2 separate regions of the Manis pentadactyla genome follow, and region 2 is linked to region 1. Evidence: chromatin contacts called from public Hi-C data. All regions are on one chromosome and are shown on one strand. The core of a region is the stretch at or near the end of the contact, and the rest is flanking DNA. Distances in the headings are between cores, read along the strand shown.

What was found. Hi-C and Micro-C count contacts between places; a contact is called where the count stands out from the background.
Region 2: a contact with region 1 is called in a Hi-C map of skin fibroblasts, with 5 times the contacts expected there. The contact joins the promoter of LOC118916123 here to the promoter of P4HA2 in region 1. A contact is called at or near these places in 2 of 3 Hi-C or Micro-C datasets (fibroblasts and skin fibroblasts).

What each region holds. Positions count from the first base shown.
Region 1 is chr13:60,325,807-60,332,861 of mManPen7.hap1, forward strand. It overlaps P4HA2 (prolyl 4-hydroxylase subunit alpha 2), which reads left to right and starts at 2,839. Exons shown (of 16, transcript XM_057491020.1): 1 at 2,839-3,140; 2 at 3,679-3,815.
Region 2 is chr13:60,523,512-60,530,566 of mManPen7.hap1, forward strand. It overlaps LOC118916123 (interleukin-3-like), which reads right to left and starts at 3,979. Exons shown (of 3, transcript XM_057490495.1): 1 at 3,761-3,979; 2 at 2,388-2,423; 3 at 2,038-2,271. The coding sequence starts at 3,979. The coding sequence ends at 2,164.

The DNA.
Region 1 (7,055 bases), core at 1,589-4,088:
CTGGGAGATGTGATTTCACTTCCTGAGATATGGGAAATGCTGGAGGTGAAGCGGTCTGGGTGGTGTGGGGAGGGTTGGGGAGATAATGAGTTCACCCATCAAGTGGCCACCAAAAGAAGGCAAATGTGGGTCTGAAGTAGCCTTGGGCTGGAGATTGTGAACTAAAAGTCATGGACTTACACAAGTCCAGTAGCCCCTGGCTGGCTTGAGAGACTATAAGGTATAGTGGGCTGCATGGTGGTCCCCAAAAAGACATGTCTGTGTCCTAATACCTGACCCTGTGGATGTGAACTTATTTGGAAATAGGAACTTTGCAAAGGTAACTAAGCTAAGGATAATGAGATAAGATCATCCTGATCCCCTCGTGGGCCCTAAATTCAATGACAAGTATCCTTACAAGAAGATGGACTCTGAGGAATGAGTGGGGTCCAGGAATTTGAGGCCCTGTGGTGGCCTTAGGCAGGCCTTTGGCTACTGCTGTGTGATGCATGGCATTAGGGAGACACCCACTTGCCCTCACGTAGTCAGCAAATATTTATTGAGCCCAATTCTGTGGTAGGGGCTGAGCATACGATGATGGACAAAGTCACACATAGTTCATGTGCTCCTGGAGGTCCCAGGCCAGTGGAGGGACAGACCTTAATCAAATAGTCATTCAACTATATCACCTATGGCAAGTATTAGAAAGCACATAGGACATGGGGGTGGTGGTGCTATTACAGGAGGTTTTGACCTGGTCAAGGAAGTGAGGGAAATCCCTCTGAGGGGACCTTAAGGATTTAATTGGAGAGGAGGGAAATTTTTCTATACAGAAGAACAGCATTTGCAAAGGCCTGGGAGTGGGGTGAGGAGGACAACGGCCAGTTAGAGTGACTGGGGGAAAGTCAGTGTGGCTAGAAAAGTGAGCAGGGGCCAAACCATGTGGGTTTTCAGATTATTCCTAAAAACCATGCAAGTTACTGAGCTGAGAGTGATGGGTTCAGACCTGCATTTGGGGGAGGCGGCAGGGGTGTGAGGGCTGGGGCAGTGTGGAGGAGGTGGGAGGGAACAAGAATGCAGGGAGGCAGCCGGCCTAGGGCACTGAGGTGGTCATGGAGGTGAGCGGGATGGAGAGAAGTGGGTGCATCAGAGAGAGATGTAGGTGGTAGAACTGAATGGACATGAGCTATAGAAGGTAGGGTCTGGGGACGAGGCAGAGGGAGGTGCTGAGCAGGATTCCCAGGCTTCTGGTTAGGTAACTGCAGCTGGGTGGCCCCTTCAGCAGGCAATATGGGAGGCAGGGAGCCAGAGAAGGGAGAGAACATAAACCTGTGGACCCACTCAAGTGGAGGTGTAGGCTTAGCTGTCAGTTATACGAGTCTGGCGCTCAGGAGTCAGGGCAAGAGTGGAGAGAAATTTGCGAGTCATGTGTGTAAAGGAAGAAATTATAGAAAGGGGAAAGTAGGGCACATAGGTATGAGCTTTGAGGAACCCTTAACTTTTATTGACTAATGGGAAGGGAGACGTGGTGGCGGGGGCGGTGGGGGAGGAGGCCTGGGCAGAGATGGCCAGAGAAGATGGTGGATATCAAGGGAAATGAGTGGTCCAGGGAAGCAGTGGACCAGCGCTGCCGGGGATCAAACGCTGCTGGGGTGGCAGCTGGATGGAGAGATCTGGAGGTTTTAGAGACTTTGAGATCTGGTGTGGTGTTGTGAGGGGGCCAGAAGGCTCACTGCAGAGGCCCGAGGAGTAGCAGGGAGGTGAGCGCAAGGACATAGATCCACTTCAGGGGATTTTGCGGTAGTGGAGAAGGAGAGACACTGCAGTAGAATGAGGGTTTTGTTTCCATACTAGTGGCTCAAACGTATTTATAGGTCAGGGGAAGGATCCAGTTGAGAGGGGGAGGTTGAACATTCTGGAGATAGAAGGGGTGATCCACAGGGCCAGCTCCTGAGAAACGGGAGAGGATGGGAGCATCTGGGCAGACAGAGGGAGGCTCCTGGGGCAGGGGCACAACAGGATGTAGCAGAGGCAGGAAGGTTTCCATTTGGCTCTAGCTGAGCTGTGGCTGGTGGCTGACGAAGGACGGAGCAATAGCCTGTTCTGTATTTTATGCTTGTTGTGTGTATTCCGTGAATGTGCCCTGCCTTCCCAGGTCTGGGCTGCCAGCCTGGACAGTGTGCCACGGGGAATATCCCGACCCGGCCTGGTGGAGGCCGGGCACACCCACTCTGGGCTAGCTTTCTGATGAGATTCTCAAGCTCCCTGATGAGATTCTCAGACCACGTTTCCCCTCATTCATGACCAGGAAGGTTCACAGAGCAGGCGTGGGAACCTGCTTGGCCGCCAGGGCCTCCTCCAGGTCCGGCTGTTCGCTGCATCCCTGCCTTATTACCACTGCACTGGCTACATGAGGTGCCCACCGTGTTGCACGGAAGGGTTCGGGCAAACCATGGGGCTCCTCCTCATCAACCCATTATCCACACATACTTTACCAGAAGTGCCTGACCCGGGAGCTGGGGACAGTCCGAATCCCTTTGGGGGTTTGGTCCTGCTGGTGGACCCCAGGTCTCTTCTCCAGAGCCTCCCCCAGGTAACTGGGCTCCTGGCCCCACCTGATGGTATGATGATGGGGAGGGGACGCGGGACCCCGTGTACCCAGCAGAACCACCAAGGGAATGGGCGGGAACTGCGACCAGAGGGGTCCACCAGCACCTAGGCACGTTCCCCGCCCGGTACCGAGGCCAGGATGGGTCGTGGACCGCCCCTGGGAGGAGGGCGGGCTGCGCCCCACAGGTGGGGGCCAGGCAGGGCGAGGCGGGAGAGGCGGGCGCGGCGTACGTGCGGCGAGCGGCGCGCGGCCTGAAGGGTGCCGACCGCGGGCTCCCGCCTGGCCCCAAACCCACTCCCGGCTCCCTCGCGGTCGCGCAGCCTCCACTTCCCGGGGGTCGCTCGCAGCGGCGACCCCTGGCCGAGGCCCTCCGCTCACGGAGCCAGGGGCCTGGCCGGCCCGGGGGCGGGAGGTGGGGACGTGGCGGCGGCTCAAGCGGGCGGAGTCGGGCCGCGGCGGGAGGCGGGGCCGCCAGAGGAGGAGGAGGCGCCGAGTGGGCCGGGCACCGCCGCGGGAGGTTCTGGAAACGCCGGGAGCGGCGCGTGTCCAGGTGAGCGCCCCGCCCGCTCGGTCGCCGGTCCGCCGCCGGGCTCGGGCGCAGGCCGGGGGTGCCGGGCCGTGCGTTCTGCCCGCGCGGGGCCCGGAGTTGGGGGCCGGGGGGCGCGCCCCCGCCGTCCGCAGCGCAAGTCGGGGCCGCAGCCCCGCGCCCTCCGCGCTGTTTCCGCACGCGCCTGGGTTCCGGGCCCGCCGCCGGCGCCCCCTCCCCGAGCCCACGGTGGTGAGGTCAGCGGCTCCTTTCCTGCCGGTCCCCGCGGCGGACGGGGCGGGGCGGGGACCTCCGCTGCCCTGCGGGTCAGGCTCCCCGGGGGTCCCAGAGGTTGGAGGTGGTGGTGCTGGTGGCAGGGCCCCGAGGGGCCGCGTAGTGCTAGTGAGGGCCAGCTTAGGGCCAGCTTCCTCCCTCCGAGGGGCCGCGAGTCCGTGGCCTTGGCCGGGTAGGGTCCAGCTTGGTGCCCATTAAAATGGGATGTTAGATGAGAACTTTTTTTTCCCTCCGGACATCCCTTTGAACTTGTGCTCCTTTTCCTCAGCAGTGGCAGAGACGTGTGCTAACTAGTTAACTGATTCAACAAACGGACCCTTCTGTGTGTCAGAAGCTGCAGGAGTTGCCAGCCCCGTGGGGCAGACAGACTGGAAGACTGGGAAAACCCAGGCCGGCAACAGCGTGGTGAGTGGTGTGCTGGGAGGGAGCTCCCGGCTGTGAGTACCTTAGAGGACCGGATGCTTCAGGCCAGAGGGCTTCCTGGAGGACGCGACACACGACCCCAGGTGGTCAGATGAGGGCCGAACCAAGGGTAACCTGCTCAGAGGAACCACCTGTGTGAGTGGTAGGAGAGCTGGGCACTTTGGTGGAAGCAGGGCAATGGGGCATGGCTGCCATGGACCCATCCATAAGAGCTTCAAGTGAGGCCAGTGCCGGGTACTGTGCTCTGCATCTGGAGAGTGCTCAGTGAACCTTTGCAGGATAAATGCGGATCAGGGCACTTACTACTTCTGGACAGCATAGGTGGGCCCTTGGCCTCTCTCTTCTAATCTGACGCTTTTAAGATGGTGTAGAACGTTAGAGTCCCTCCCAAGACTGAGGCTGGTGTCTTGTGCTGCAGAGTGACACCCAAGGCTTATACTTCATGATGGAAACCATCTGAGGCCCGGCAGCCTCAGCCCTCTTGGAGGGACTCCTGGCCCCAACAAGGGCTAGGGGACATCACTTTGTGGCTGAGGGCATTCTCAAATGTCCCTGATTTTGTAAGATCCACTGTTCACCTAAGAATTGATAGAATGTATTTACAAGCTTCTGCTGCTTCTCAGCTCATAACGCATCTGGGATAGCAGGCTCCATGGTTTCGTTCTCTGTTAAATGAAACAAGATTTCCTTTGGCTTGTGCTGAAACTGCCTCTGAAGTGTCCAGGGTGTAGCCTCTCAGTGTGAAAGACTCAGAGCCTGGCCTCTCTGTTTATTTCTCACCACTCACAAGATGTTTGGGCTTTGAATCTTTTTCTTCCAGGGCCTTTGTATTATCACATGGCCAAGTGTGTCCACTGTGCAGCCCAGCCATAGGAGCCATGTAGCAAAGATGGAGTGAGTTGGCTGGGGGGCCTCATCCCAGCGGTGCTGTCATACTGGGCCACCCTAGCTGTCTGAATGCTCAGCAGGCAGACCAGGTGACGAGTAGGCATGGTCTGTGACTTGTGGTAGGCCCTTCTGCCCTGTTGTGGGCTCTGACATGGGGTGCCTGGGAGAATGTTTACTTTGCCACTGGTTTAGCCTGGCCACAGCTGATCTCTTCATTCCTTGAGTCCTCTGGGCCTGGCTTCTGCTTAGAACATGCCTGTGGCAGGACAGAGGGAGAGGGAACAGGAGGAGGTAACAGCAGTGGCACTCTCCTTCCTTGCCCACAGGTAACTCATACTGAGGTTGCCTCATGCTGGCAGCTGGCCATGGGCCAGGGGAGGAGCTCAGAGTGGAAGTGCTTATCTGAATGGGAACTATATGGGTGCAGCCCTGAGGAATGAATGGGATGAGGGAATCCAGGGTCTGCTCATTTCCTCAGAAAGCCTCACTTTTCAGCTCTGCCCTCCCCGATCCTTGGGAAGGTCTGAGGCTAGATGCAAGACTTTGGCTGATGTGTGGCCATGCTGGCTGATAGTGTGTGTTGGGCTCATGGGTGTGTCCCTGGTATCTGTCAGGAGTGTATTGTCTGCAGATGCATGTTGGCAGGAAATGCTGTGCCACAGGCATGCCTAAGTCCAGATGAACACTGGAAAGAAAGTTAGACTTTGAAGAATTTGCTTGAATCTAGCAATTTGGACTTTGAAGTGTCCTAGGGTGGGACATCAGCCTGTTCGAGAGCATAAAGGCCTGCTGGCTCTTGGGATCTTGGGTTTGTGCAAGGATGTGGAATGAAGAATGCAGCGTAGACTTTCTACTTTCCGAAGGAGCCAAGGAGAGTGAGACTTTCCTTTTTGGAGGCCCAGAAGAGTGTGTGTTCAGGCGGTATCACTGCAGAGCATATGATGAACTGTTTGGGTAGGGAGTTCCCTGGCTCCGACACGATCTGCTTCAGCCTGATCACAGACCAGCATCTGCTGTAGACCATTCGGGTAGTGCTTGCTAGAATGTTGCCTGCTCTGTACCTGGCACTCCTGAGGGCCAGGGTGGACAGAGATCCTGAAGCCTGGTACTTGTAGGAACTCGGAGTGAGCAGATCAGAGGCATAGAAATACATGAGATCCTGGAATGTGGGTCTAGTCTCCTGCCTTTTGCTGAGAACTTGGCTTCCTTGGTGAGCTTTAGGCCAGTGACGGGCCAGTACCAGGTTGTTCCTTGTGGTTAGTGTGCTGCATTATGCCTGACTCCACTGTCTCCTGAATTAATGTTTCCTGTCTTTTGGCACTCCTGGGATGTGGACATTGCCCAATTTCTGCCTTGTTCCTGTCTTCACGTCCCCTAGCCGGGATGTTCTTCCTGTCCAGGGTCCAGCTGGTCAGCTGGTTACTCTGGCCACTGCTGTTCCTCCAGTACCTGTGGTACTCATGGTGTGAATCGTGCCTGGTGCTGGGCTGTGCATTGATACTGTCTCCCACTCAGTCCTCACAACTGCCCAGTGACACATAAGTCCTAATATCATTGTCACATAGATGGGAAACGTGAGGCGCAGAGAGACCTGTAACTTGTCTAAGGTCCCAAAGCTGGAAGAGGTGGTGGAGCTGTGATTTAACCCCTGGCTGTGTGACCTGTGGGGGTGTGTCCTGCCTGCTGGGCTAGCTGGTTGGTCATCCATGAATGTCATGAGTCCGGAGCAGGGGTGACTGCTCACCTGAGCTCCAGGCACCATGTGCCTGTCTTCCCGTTCTTGTTGCTATCTGCCTTCTAGTGGGATCGAGCCAGGAATGTCACGAAGCTGCTTCATGAAACACAAAAACGTCCTTGACCTGGGCTTGCCTGCAGTGCCAGGACAAAGTGTGCCCCTCCTCTTGGGAGGCCCTCAGGTGGTAAGACAGCAGATGGTACTGAGCAGGGCTGTGTGGCAGCGACTTGTAGGGGAAGACTGTTTTGAGTCTTGAGTCTCGGCTCTGCGTTGATTTGCCATAGCATGTCAGGTCAGCAGGAAGCTCTCGCTCAGCCTTGCTTATTGGTCTTATTTATCTGTATCTGAAATGAAGATGACTATCTATCTCATATACAAGGTTTTGGTGAGGATTAGGTGGTAGAAATGAAATATTTCTGGAAATCTCAGTAGTGGTTATCTGAGCTGAGTTCCCAGGAAGCAGAGCCCAAGGCCAAGCTTGAGTGCTTCGTGCTCTGTTGGAAGGTACAGGTGCAAGGCAGCAGGGGTGAGGGAAAAGGAAGTGAGGCAGAGAGGGAGCGGAAGTGAGCACAAGGAGGCCTTTCTGCAAGCTGGCTGGT
Region 2 (7,055 bases), core at 2,729-5,228, 200 kb after region 1:
AGCTAGGAGTGCTGAGGAGGGGCCCTGGAAGGGGACAGCCAGGTAAGAGCAAAACGGCAGACTGCTGGCTGCCTCCCCACGCCTCAGCTCAGGGAAGTTCAGCAGCTGGTGGAAGTTTAACAACAGACCCTCAGGGAAAATCTGCTTTGTAGCGTTTGCCAGTGCTCAGTGTAAATACTCACTGTGGTCCATTTCAAGCACCAGGTGGTTTGATAAGTGGCTGGCAATTTTTTAAAAGATTTAACAATTGGCTCTGTGAGCCAGTGTGAGCAGGTCCCAGTGACCCCAGGCTCTGGCCTGCTGAGGACAAGGTGCAGGAGGAGCATCGCAGGACAGGCCACATGGCCCATCTCCTCCCCACCAGGGCAGAGGGTAGGTAGCAGGACCCACGTGCCCGGAGGGAGGCAAGGGAGTGAAGAGGTAACAAGCAGTGACTCATCCTGGAAACACGGGTGTGGGGCACAAATGCTTACCTCAGCCAGGCTGAAAATAGGACCAGCCCCAAGGTGTGGGTAGGAGAGGAGCAAGAAAGTGAAAACCCCAGTCTAGATTCAGGTCTCTCCCCACTCCTCTCAGGCTCCCACCTGGGCCCTGGAGCACCCGAACCCCGTCACGTGCCTCCCTCTAGTGGCTCTGCCAGAGGCTGCAGCAGCCGCAGCTCCCCAGAAGGAGTCTTCCCCTGGTGCCACAGAGCTGTCCCTGAGGCAGGGGGAGGGAGGCCCAAGGCAAGAAGGGAGTTACTTTTGTGGGAACACAATCATTTGTTAGGAGGAGGAATATGGGGGAATAGATTGCTGAGCTAGTAGTAGACGACTCTTCCACTTTCTCTTGTTCCACTCAAGAATAGCTGGGCTATTCCCTACTCACAGCCTGAGGAGAGGGTGGGTCAAGGCAGAAAACAGAGACAAGTGGGGCTGGACCCCAGAATCCCGGGTCAGCACCCAAAGTACTTATAGGACTATGGTCAGAGAGGGTGACATTGCTCCTTAAGATGGTGACAGAGGAAGGCTCACTCTGCCGTTCCTCCCCCTCCCCCACAGACTGGAGGGTGCAGACGAGCCAGAGGCAGAGGCCCGCAGCCTGATGGGCTGGTTGGTCCCCATGGGTCAGGTCGCAGCCCAAAGCCACATGCAGGGGTGTCCCAGCCTCCATCTTCCAGATCAGTCTGTGCTTCCTCAGGGCCACACTGGCTGTCTTTCCAGTAGGTGCCTGCCTACCCACCCATTTCAGAGAAGAGCCCTGTCCTAGACTAGTGTGCACGACCCAGAGGCAAGCAGCATTTGAGTTGGTTCTGAAGTAGAAACTCGCCATGCTGAGTCAGGCGTAGGGCGCAAAAGACCAAGGTGACAGTGTGGGTAAAGATTTAGTGGTGGGACGAAAGGTGTGTGGTTCGTCTTGGAAGCCACAGCACTTCTGATGGCTGCAGTATCAAGAGAGTTGGCAGCTGTGGGAGTAAGGAAACAGAAAGCAGGTGGAAGAAGGCCTCTTGTGCTATCCTTAGTTGTGAATAAGGTCCAAAAGACCCTGAGGACTGGGAAATAAAGTATCAGACCAACCTGGTCAGATATTCATGGTTTAAGAGGCAATCTGTCTCCCCAGTGAACCACAGATTGGCAGGGTGTGGGTTCTGGGGCCCACTGGTGGCAGGGAAGCCAGAGGGCTGGGGTGGGAGAGGGCTGCTCTATTATCAGGCAAGAGAGTTCCTAAGACCTGAGTCAAACTGAGACACTGGTGACAAAACATTTGTTCCAAGAGTGTAATTTATTTTCACAGATGTGAGAAATCAGTTTAAAACCCGAAGTACAAATAAATGTACCCCCAAATCCCCCTGTTGAGTCCTGTTTAGAAAGAGCAGGACACAGCTCCCCTGCTCAAATAAATATGGTTCACATTGCACAAGGTAATAAATAAATACATAAATAAATAGCCTCGGTAGGATCAAAATGAGAACATAGTCACAAAAACAGCCAAAGAGGGGTGGCACATTTCAGAAACTAGACAATTAACAATTCTCTGAGTCTACAGTAAATGAAATGTTCCAGTCCTGGACTGTGTGAGAGATACCCCGTACTCTTCAGATGTTCTGCTCTTTCTCACATCCCAAGGGCCTGAGGTGAGAAGGCCCAGAGAGGGAGCCAGACAATGGACTGAGGAAAGTACAGCTCAATGCCTGTTCCTGTCACGCAGGAAGCTATTAAGGGTTACCAGATACTGCTTCAATTTACGCTGGAAATCACCCTTGTTACTCTCCTCGATACGGATTTGGTCTCCCTGTGAAGAAACGATGAAGGTGGCGTTAGATGAGGCAAGGTTGGAAGGTGGATGACAGGCTGGGGTCAAGTCATGACTGAAGGCAGCGCCTGCAGGGGCATCTTGGGGCAGCTCACCTCAGTCGTGGGGGTGGGCAGGATAGGCTGGAATTCCTGTGGAAAGAGACCAAAGCAGATGGGCAGAGACTGGCCTGGGAAGGAGGAGGCCCTGTTAGCCTCATCCCCGGGGAGGGGTGGGGGCAGGGGCAGGGGCAGGGCCATGGCAGGGGGCGGGGGGCTCCCAGAAATCCTCGACAGCTTCACACACCTTAAGATTTTTCCTGATTTGTGAGTCGTTCCCATACAAATTACTGGCAGCTTCCAGGAATGCATCCAGGTTTGGCCTCAGAAGGATCCTGTTCTGAGGGGACCAAGAATACATGCGGGAGGGAAGGTTGAGGAGTCTCCTTCCGTGACCAGGCTGAAGTCACCCCACCGTTTCTAAGCCTCCTTTCAGGGCATCCTTGGGCACTCCTCTCCTTGTGCCTTTCTTGGCCCGGGTGGGTCCCTGAGCTTCCCTGAAGGGCATAGGCCCGGAGGAGAGGGCACACCCTGGGCAAGGCCCTCTTCCCTCATGCCCAGAGCCCCCGACTCCATGTCAGCTGTGTAGAGGGCCCAGGCGGACCTTTCTACACCTGGGGAAAAAAATACATTTCCCAAAACTGGCTCTACCCAAGGTGGAGGGCTGGCTAGGGGAAATACTCGCAGCTAAGAGGCCAGATGATAGGGTTAATGCCTTGACTGAATTAAGGGCTCCTAGAAATCAGGAAGAAAATCACAGAGACCCCAGTATGGGAGAGGGAGCAGCACGCGAACCGTGAGTGCCTAAAAGGGGAGAAACACCAATGGCCAATAAACTCAGGAGAGATTCAGCCTCTTGTGTGAACCCAAGAAATGCCGTTCAAGCAAAGGAGAGGTAACCCCTGAAGCCAACTGGAGCTCAGAAGCTCACTCTATGTAATGATGTCCAGGGCCGTTCAGGGTGGAAGGCATGGCTCTGTTTTTTAAGGAAAAGGAAGGAAGCAGGTGCAGTCATGGGGGACGTTTTATTCTGCCAGTCCAGGGGCTGCCCCACTGAAAACTGAACTTGAGGCCTTTGGTATTGTTCACCTCAAGCTGCCCCTTTCAATTTTGCAACAAAAAAATCATTTTCCTATCATAGCCATGAGCAGACAATGTTCTAAGCACGTCCTTTGAGCACCAGACACAGGTCTGGGACCTTCACCCACATTGTGCAGCCTAATTCTAACAACACAGCCACTGGGATAGATGCTGTCAACTCCGTTTACAGATGAAAGCTAAGGCCAGGCAGGTGGGGTGACAGGCCTGAGGCCACCCATGGAGGGGATGGATTGGGCCCCAGGTGCAGCCACATGCAGGGCTGAGCTCTTACCCGCAGGATCAATTTGTCATTCCAGTTCAAGGGGTTCTGTGGGGGCAGAGGGAGAGACAGCCCGTTGAGTGAATCCCCTTGGCTGACAGCACTCTCCCTGCCCATACTTACCCCAGCTACTCACTTGTGAAGCCAAAGGTGACTCGTTGAGGGCTTTCAGAATCTCAGTGACTATCACAGAGTACTGGTCAGGCCGGAGTGTCGGGAAGCCCTGTGCCTGAGGGACTTGGAGTCTGAGCAGGAGCAAGAGAAAGTACAGAATGGGGAGGCTGCTCATGCTTGCTGGCAGGATGCCATCCGTCTGGTCCTGGTCCTTCGTGCTGTTCTGAAGCGTCCGAGACCGTCTCCCGTCTTTTATGCACAGCAGCTGCATGCCCACACCCGGTTGATAGGGGGGCAGGCATCGGAAGAACCTTAATCTGACATGGAACCTCCACAGCAAACCACAGACTTATTCATCACTTTCTAGTACTTGAGATCAGAGCAACTTGGAAAAAAAATTATCGAAAGGGTATCTCCTCATCTTGCCAAGGAGGCTAAGAGATGGGCAGGCCACTGGCAGAGTAGGGACAGGTGCCAGGACCCCTCTGGCAGGTGAGGGCCCACCGGAGTCTGAGCTCCCTGAGCCTCTGGCCCAGTGGGCCTGGGCCTGCTATCCCTGGACAGCTCTGACCCTCAGCTGTCTGGCCGCCTGTCACACGGCTCTCATCCATGTGTGGGCTTGAGCACTGAGAACATCATCTGACACTCTCTCAGCACCGAGTTCCTGGTGGTACAGCCCCCGGGTTTGCCTCACGGGCTTCGGACAGCTCCTTTTCAACACTTGCTGCTCCTGGCAGATGGGGCCCAGGCACCAGATGCCCATTCTTTCACTCGTCTGGTGGCAGCACAGCCCTGCACTGTGGGTTCCTGATGCCCGCAGTCCCCGGCAGCACAGGATTGCTGGGCTCAGGGACCTTGAGGAAGCCGTCACCGGCCACAGGAGGAGGGGGCTGGCCAGGGTCCTAGGGGAGAGGGAAGGGAGGAGAGGAGGGCAACCTGCTAGTCTCGGGCCACCTCTAGTGACGCGGGCTGGTGACCAAAGAGAGAGCTGTGTTGCAGGGTCTGGACCACAGTTGGTGCAGCTGCAAGGAGTTGGCAGTGAGGACTGGTGGGAGGGTTTACAGAGTGGGGAAGGGGCAGGACAGACTGGGGGGACAAAGGGCCCAAGAAGCAGCAGCCAGAGAGGAAGCAGGAAGCCCAGGAGGGCGGGAGCCCACGGGGCAGCCCTGCAGGACGAGGTGGCCCCTGCCCTGTGATATGGGTCAGACTCTGACACAGGCCCAGGGTAAGGGGGTCGGGAAAGGGGTAAGTGTGAGGGGGTCATGGAGCAGAGTTCTTTGAGGAGAGTAAGTGTGGCGGGGTGGAGGGTGGGGGGCAGGATGGAAGCCAGGGCCCAGGGTGAGGGGCGATGCAGTCAGTATGGGAGACGGAGGAGAGGAGGCCATGTCGAGGCGGCAGAACCTGGGTGTTTCAGGCTTCTGATCAGGAGCAAGTCTTGTAAAGACGAGGACCAGGATGTGGCTGCAGACGAGGCAGGTGGAGAGGTTGTGGCCCAAGGCAGTGTAGTGATAATAGTGCCCACAGCCAGTTAACATGGCTCCCGGCTCAGCCCTGGGCTGGGCCCAGAACATCCTCAGAAAGCAAGTGGACCGTCTCCAAGACCCCAGGGACGTGAGGCCGCATGGAGACTGGGCACAACTCCTTCAGCAAGCTTTCATGGAGTACCTGCCATGGGCAGGCACTGTGAGTGAGACAGACAGGGTCCCTCTCCTAAGAAACTCAGTCTTGTGGGGAGACATAGGCTGAGAGTCTTGCTGCTCCCACCTGGACCTTGGACCTGTGGCTTCAGCCTTACCTGGGAGCTTGTTAGAGGTGCAGACTTCACCCCAAACTTTCTCAACCAGAAATCACATTTTGACAAGGTCCTCATGCCATTCATACAACACTGAAGAAGTTCTTACTTAAAGTCCTCAGCTCAGGCAGGAGAGGGGTTCCCCAGAGACCCAGGGCTTCAGGACTCAACGATGGGTTGGTGTCACCATCCATATAAAAGTTTTGGGGACCTGTGCACAAAAAAAATGTGATTTTTACATAAGAAAAAAACACCTGTTTTTTTTTTTTTATGTAAACAGGCCTTTTGAGGGAATTTTAAAGCTATGGAGGTTGAATATTCCTGTATGTATTCCTCTGAAAGTTCTTCTTTTGTGTTAGATTATGGCAAAGAAAAATGCTGAGTATTGCTGTTGTAAATATTGATATTTGTAGCATTTGTCTCTTGTTTTAAAAATGAGTCTGAAGTCTATTACAGAAGCAGGAGGTTCATGCTAGGAGCACTGAAAACATTTCAGGGTTTTCAGCCAGGGAAGGGTGGGGTCCCAGGAAGCCCAAAGGGAGAATGGCTGGGAGGTCAGTACAGCAGGTTAGCCAGGGAGGGGTCGGGAGTTCTCGGGACCATAAAGGCGGGGAGGCTGGATTAGGGTGATTCTGGTGCAGATGGAGAGAACTGGACAGAGGGAAAGACTACAAGCTAACTTCCACTGAGCGGCCCTTAGTGCATTTGGGGCACTAAGTTGTTTTCATGGATCAACTCATTTAATCCTTACAAGGAGCATCTGAAGCAGCTACTCTTTTTACCATTTTACGGATGAGGAAACCAAGGCTGAATTGCTGAGCTCCTGAGGATGAATGTGGGCAGGTCTGTCTGACCCCAGAGGCTGAGCACCCACCTGGGCAGCACTGGAAAGCAACAGATTAGGGGGAGAATACAGCGCAGCCCCTGGCATTACTGAAAAGGAGGCCACTGGTGCCCCTGGAGGGGCAGTTTTAGTGAGTGGTGGCAGCAGTGGGGGGAGTGAGGGTCAGACAGAGACACTGAGAAGAAGTTTTAATCTGAAGGGAGGGAGGGACGGGGCAGCCTGAGGAGCCAAGGGTCAGAGAAGGCGCTTTCCAGACAGGAGCGTGAGTATCTCCTGCTGGAGACGAACAGGGTGGTGGGCCGGAGCCTCGGGTGCCTGAGGCAGGTGCATGCAGGGAGGGCTCCCAATACCAGGTAGCACATGCCCACTGGGCAGGGTGCTCAGGGAGAGGCTGCCTGGCAGGCCGTCCACCTGGCAGGAAGGTGCAGTGGGATGGGTCCACAGGTTTAGTGGCAGGGAGGCAGCAACAGCTTCTGTGTGCTCCCTAGGGAAGGGGAAGCAGTCAGCCCCTGAGGGTTTGGGGCGGTAGAGTTTACAGGCAAGGAGGGCAGCTTAGTTGGGAGTCTGAATTGACTGCCTGGGGAATAACCTTGAGGGGCTGAGAGCCTGGGGTCA